Regions from separate parts of the Mus musculus genome. Here region 1 is linked to region 2. The links are chromatin contacts, called in public Micro-C maps. All regions are on one chromosome and are shown on one strand. Each heading gives the region's core, a stretch centred on a gene start, on an enhancer-like site or on the middle of the called end of the contact. The rest is flanking DNA. Distances are from core to core; before and after follow the strand shown. Region 1 holds the start of Tmem163 (transmembrane protein 163). Region 2 holds the start of En1 (engrailed 1).

Region 1 (3,263 bases), core at 325-2,824, 7.1 Mb after region 2:
GACAGAAACCTGCCAGAACTAAAATAATATAAGCACTCTACAGTCGACAGATGAAAGCTTCCAAGAAAAAAGGAAAAAAAAATGAATAGAGGTGTACAGAGTCGGCTGCCTGAGAAAAGACCGTGCTGCAGAGACCCCCAAATCCGCCAGCAACGGTTTCAGCAGCACCGTTGATAGTTTTCGAGGGGGGCCAATTAAGAAGCAGCAAGAAAGGGGAATGGTGTAGATGCGGTCGTCTTCGCAAAGAACCCAAGCTGAAGGCCGCTAGAGCAGGATGGGGAAGGAGAGCCAGGTGGGGGAATGAGGGATCCCTAACGTTCGACGCAGCCCCACTAAGGAGACAGTGGTTGTAAGCGGGAGATGGTGATGCCTTCCAGGGGACGCACCGGGTACAAGGCCAGCGTCCAAGGAAGGACTCAGAGCTGGACACACTCTCTCCAGGAAGTATCAGCGCGGATAGCATCTGTGCAGATCAGGTTGGTAGCCAGACCCCAAACATCCTAACCTCTCTGCCAGCACCCTCACACTATGGGGCGGTGACCGCTGTGACCCAGGATCCAGGGAGCTTCGGCCCCACGCACGTCCAGAGGCTAAGGGGACCCTAGCTGTCACCCTACCGGGTGCTCTGCCACTAACCAAAAAAATTAATTAATAATAATAATAACTTTCCCCGGGTGGCTGGGCTTGCGCAGCGGGATGCTTTGGAACCCACATCTCCCAGCACCGAGAGGAATCCCTTGGTCCCCCGTAAGACACTAAGAACCCTGTCTGCAAACTTTTCCCGCGAGCACCGGAGAAGGCTGGCCTAAGCACCCTCCGAGATCGGAAAACTGAAAGAGGCTCTCGGGAGGCACCGCTGCCCGACCCTCATGGATCCCGAAAGGTGGAATAGTCGCTTCCGCTCTTTGCACCAAGCTCCGCAAATAGGGGACAGGTGGCTTGAGAGGGGCGGAGAGGAAGGAGCGCGGGGCGGTGGTAGCTCACCTCGGTCTTCCAACCCGTCGCTGAACTGGCCGCTCTCGCTGATCCGTGGCTGCCTTTCCTCATCAGACTGCACAGAGGAGCTCATCGGAGCCGGGCTGGGGGCGGGGGCGGCGGTCGAGGGCGCGTGGCCCCGCGGTGGCGGCCGCGGGACTCCGGGGCCAGGGGGGCTGCGGCGCTCGCTGCCCAGAGCCGGCTCCATGGCGCCGGGGCTGCAGATCCCCCGAGGCGAAGCCGACCACGATGGAGACACGAAGTCCAAAGTGCCAGAGACCGAGGGCACCGAGAGAGAGCTTCGCCCGTACCGCGGTGAGCGGCAGGTCCGCCGCTAGCACACCGAGTGGCGGAGGCTGGTGCCGCGCTGTCGCCGCTGCGCTCCGCCCCCGGGGGCAGGTGCGGGCGGCAGGGACCCGCCCCGAGGCGCTAAGCCCGGGCACTGGTATCGATGCACCCAGGCGAGTGGAGAGGGAGGGCCCCGGACGGTCCAGACGCGTGGAAGCTGAGGGAACTGTTAGGGGGCGTGGGGACCAGCCTGCGGGTAGCGCAGGGCTGGGTGAGGGCGTGACGGAGGACGCGCCCCCCACTCACGTCGCGGATTGGTGCCCAGGAGGGACCCTTCCACCCTAATTACTCTGCAGTCCTCGGAGCCTGTGGCCGCGCGTGGGCAGGAGAGAGGGCATCGCAGCTCATCCGGCCTTTTTTCTCTCCCGGAGCCACACAGGCTACAAGGATTGCACCTTGTCCCCGCCTGCCCAAGCAGGCACCAGGATTCACCTGTTCCCCAGCCTCTGGATCTGCTGCCCTTAAATGGCTTTAACTCTCATCTCAGTTTCTCTCTTGCACCAACTTAGATTGAGGTGCTGCTGGAACCGTGGCTTGTCCCCCCCTCCCCCAGACCTCCCATTACGACTATCCTTGGGCCTTTCCCATCCATCTGTCAACCTCTCTAAGCGTTCAGGATCCGTCCCCTTGCTGCGGATGCTCACCCCTGTTCTTCATCTCTGACCATAACAACTTCCCACACTTGGGCAGTGAGCCTGGTCTCCCCAGCGAAGCTGCAACCTGGTCCACAGGGCCGGCTGGGGAAGACCCACAGGCGAACCGGCCGCCTAACGGATTGGGGACCCGATTGATTGCATTTACATCCGAGCTCTAGAGAGTCTAGATTTTATCAATAGGTTGGTATCAGTCTCTAAATTTCATCTGAGTACTCTAACATGCCAATTCCTTCATTTAAAGGAATCCACCCTGTTTTCTTTTGAGAGTAACCGGTTTCCTTTCTTGGTTTCCGCTCTGCCAGGGAACATAGAAGTCAGGATATGATTTAAATGTCTCTGTGGGGTTCCAGAGATGAGAAGGGAGTCACATTTTGTTGGGATCAGATCTGAGTGATCTCGGCTCCAGTTCGGTCTTCCGTTGTGTTTTTTTTAAACAATAATTTCAACTGTAAACTGAAAGCATCGAACTAGGTCATTTCAACACTCCTTTTTTTTTTTTCCTATGAAGAAAATGAAATTTTCAACAGCCCCTTCTTTTCTTTAAAGAAAATTAAACGCCATGTTCACTGGGCTTAAGACACACACACACACACACACACACACACACACAGAGAGAGAGAGAGAGAGAGAGAGAGAGAGAGAGAGAGAGAGAGAGTTTTTACCACTGATCCTGACGCTGTTCTTGGTACAAATGCTTCACATGTACAGAGCCCTCCGTCCTCTCGCATCCTGGATTGTGGGGGTTGTTTTTTGTTTTGTTTTTGTTTTCCTTTTTCTTTTTTCTTTTTTGTTCCAGATGATTCCATTGGCTGCCCTCTCAACGGTAGTCAAAGAATCACCCCAAGAACAAAAATATCCAGGCCTTGAGCACTGTGGAGGTCGATGTCACAGGCTGCAACAGAGTTGGCTGAAACGTTAACGCAGTGGCTTTTAGACTTCATCCCCCTCCTAATATTCTGCTTTTTTGAAAATTATATTTTCTTTTTCACTGTGGTCTTGGGGACAGGAGCAGAAGAGCTAGCACCGGCTTTAGCACAGAGCTGCGTCCCCACCTCTAATCTGTTTGTTTGTGCATTTATTTGTTTGGTATTTTAACAAGCATTTTCCTTTGCTGTGTGATTCAATTGTTCTTGAGGTCTGGCTAGAAGTCTTGAAACATGCCCCTCTCCGGGAACATCTTCCCTCTCTGCAGGCGCCGCACCCCCAGTGCACACACACGCTGCACAGCAGGCTCTCTAGAAGAAAGGGATCATCGTTCTGATTCCACACTTGGTTTTTGCATCC
Region 2 (3,276 bases), core at 319-2,818:
TTTTTTTTTTAACTAGGGGTAGAGAGTGTAACTCTTATGAGGTAGTCAGAAACTATGACATTTGGGGATGGTGATCAGGGAAGTGTAGTTCTGCCAGGATCTCCAACAGGACATTGGGTGGGAAAGGCCTCCTCTGTGGAAGGCTTTCTTGGACTGAAGGCTTCAACAGTCTATTCGTACCCGACCCTCCAAAACAGCTCTCCAGGAAATCTCTCCGGCGTCCAGCATCACCCTTCACTCTCTAACCTGGGTTGAGGAAAAACTTTTGAGGTATTTCACTCGGGAAAAGAGGAAATGCCCAGAATACAGCAGCGTGGAAGCGACTGGAGGCGAAAGTGCTCAGGGCCCCACCCCAAGATGCCCAGGAGTGGGCAGCAATTCCAGCGAATTCAGCTTAGAATTAGGGTAACCCGTTGTTGAATCTTCAGCCGGCCAAGGCAAACATTTGAAGCGCGGTAGTTTTATTGTTCTGATTTTTACTTTGCAGGGAAATCTAACACAGAGGTTTCACTGAAGTTGAAACCCAAACCTAGGCCTTGCAAGGAGGCACATCATGTCGCCTGGCTTAGGTGCTCTTCTGAGACAACTCTACCGGGCTAGGGCAATCCGGATTTCCCTTAGCCAAGGAAGAAAAGGGCAGAATGCACTAGGGCTCTTCTATGGCCTCTGGACGTGGCTCCACAGCGTCCGGACAGCTTGTGGGTGTTGGTGATCCAGACAGGGAAGGGCATAGTTACGAATCTCTCAGCGACAGTGTGGCTAGCCACTGACACAAACCAACAGTGCCAGCAAGGTGTAGCAGGCCTCTTGGGTTTGCCATTAGTGGGAAACAAACGACACCTCTGAAGGTAGCTAGCCCTAAGTCTTTCGCTCATGCCCGATCTCTTGGTTTTTCACACACACACACACACACACACACACACACACACACACACACACACACACAGAGAGAGAGAGAGAGAGAGAGAGAGGGGGGGGGGAGACAGAGAGAGAACGTGGGAATATAAGAATATAAACTAAATCGGCGACCGGGGATGGGGAGGGGGGTGTATGGTATCCCAAATCCCTGCCGCTTCTCGTTGTTCCCAGCACACACGAACCCATAGTCCTGTATTTCTCCAACAAGTTGTGGACTTGCTTCTCTTATCTGTCTACATCCCAAATTCTAGCTTTCTCGGATCTCTTCATGCCCTCTTCAGTCCGGATCTGAAGGGGGGAGGGGCGTGGGCACAAATGGGGGCAGGGCAGGCCGGACGTACGGGGCCTGAGCCTCTGCACCCCCTCTCCACCCACGGCCGCCGCCCCCGGATTATTTATCCGCAAAGTCCCGCGCGCGCCCATTGGGCCGAACCCTGAGTGTCAGCGCGAGTTCTGGCTCGCCATTGGTCTCACACACGTGCGGCCCTGACTCACGTGCTTCCGGTTTGAAGGCAAAAAGTGTGCCTGGGTGATTTTTTTTTTTTTTAAGCGAGAGAGTTTGTGCAAAGATCCGAGCTGTCAGAGATTTCAGGGGGGAAAAGGGAGCCCGGCACTGGCGGAGACGCGCTCTCCCTGCAAAAAAGCAAAGACGATTAAAGGCGCTGCCAGCCTCGCTCTCTGGGCACAGCTGAGCGTGACACTGGGGAAGTCAAACCCCTCTACTGCCTAGGAAGATGGCTAGACTTTAAAGATTATTTTTTTCCCTTTAAGGAAAAAGTCTCGGAGCTTTAAAAAAAATTCCTTTTTCTCTTTTTTTTTCTCCCCTCTTTTTTTTTTTTTCTGAGCCGTGGCTTATCCCCCCATTAAGACCAATCACTGAAATCTTGTTGCTGAAAGAAAAAAAAGAAAGAAAGAAAAAGAAAAGAAAATAATAGCCAAGTGTCTTCACTGTATCTGGATGTCTACAAATTAGAGAGAGGGAGAGAGCGAGATTTGCTCCACCAGAGCGGGCGAGAGCCAGGCCAGACGCTCGCCTTTCTTTTTTCCGCCTGCATCCGCCCTGTGCCTTCGCTGAGGCTTCGCTTTGCCTTCTTCCTCTCCGCGCACCCCCACGGGCCCGCTGGCAAAGTGGGGTGGGGAGCGAGGCGCGGGGGGCGGGGGCCGGCGCCGCGGCCAGGGCTGCCGGGCGGCCGAGCATGGAAGAACAGCAGCCGGAGCCTAAAAGTCAGCGCGACTCGGGCCTCGGCGCGGTGGCAGCGGCGGCCCCGAGCGGCCTCAGTCTGAGTCTGAGCCCAGGAGCCAGCGGCAGCAGCGGCAGCGATGGAGACAGCGTGCCGGTGTCCCCGCAGCCAGCGCCCCCGTCGCCTCCTGCGGCACCCTGTCTGCCGCCCCTGGCCCATCACCCGCACCTCCCCCCGCATCCCCCGCCCCCGCCGCCGCCGCCGCCGCCGCCACCGCAGCATCTCGCGGCGCCTGCTCACCAGCCGCAGCCCGCGGCCCAGCTGCACCGCACCACCAACTTTTTCATCGATAACATCCTAAGGCCCGATTTCGGTTGCAAAAAGGAACAGCCCCTGCCTCAGCTCCTGGTGGCTTCGGCTGCAGCCGGAGGAGGCGCAGCAGCAGGAGGAGGAAGCCGCGTGGAGCGTGACCGAGGCCAGACTGGTGCAGGTAGAGACCCCGTTCACTCTCTGGGCACACGAGCTTCGGGGGCTGCCTCGCTCTTGTGTGCTCCAGATGCGAACTGTGGCCCACCCGACGGCTCCCAGCCCGCCACCGCTGTCAGCGCCGGCGCATCCAAAGCCGGGAACCCGGCTGCTGCGGCGGCCGCGGCCGCAGCAGCGGCTGCAGCGGCAGTGGCGGCAGCGGCGGCAGCAGCCTCGAAGCCCTCGGACAGTGGCGGTGGTAGTGGAGGCAACGCGGGGAGTCCCGGGGCGCAGGGCGCCAAGTTCCCGGAACACAACCCTGCGATCCTACTCATGGGTTCGGCTAACGGTGGGCCGGTGGTCAAGACTGACTCACAGCAACCCCTAGTGTGGCCCGCCTGGGTCTACTGCACACGCTATTCGGACCGTCCGTCCTCTGGTGAGTACCCGAGCCGGGATGTGCATATGTGTCCAGGCCATGCTCTAGAATTTCAAGCCGTCACGCCCGGGAGAGTCCAGTTTGAAGCTCCATCAGCTTCACGTTTTATTTCTCTTGCCCCGGGTCCTAGTCACAACCGATCCTGTGCTCGATTCTGCCCTGCCATGTTGGCCTATTCGACCAAGGAAGTTACAGCTATTGGCACGCACAGGAGGCTCCAGTTTTTGTCCTTTGATTTTACGAACTCTGAGCCCTGAGGTCATTTTTGTATTT

Evidence for each region. Hi-C and Micro-C count contacts between places; a contact is called where the count stands out from the background.
Region 1: a contact with region 2 is called in a Micro-C map of embryonic stem cells, with 9 times the contacts expected there. The contact joins the promoter of Tmem163 here to the promoter of En1 in region 2. A contact is called at or near these places in 1 of 39 promoter capture datasets (embryonic stem cells) and 1 of 484 Hi-C or Micro-C datasets (embryonic stem cells).

The regions. Positions count from the first base shown.
Region 1 is chr1:127,676,447-127,679,709 of GRCm38.p6, forward strand. Tmem163 (transmembrane protein 163) reads right to left here and starts at 1,575. Exons shown (of 8, transcript NM_028135.2): 1 at 985-1,575. The coding sequence starts at 1,183.
Region 2 is chr1:120,600,919-120,604,194 of GRCm38.p6, forward strand. En1 (engrailed 1) reads left to right here and starts at 1,569. Exons shown (of 2, transcript NM_010133.2): 1 at 1,569-3,003. The coding sequence starts at 2,115.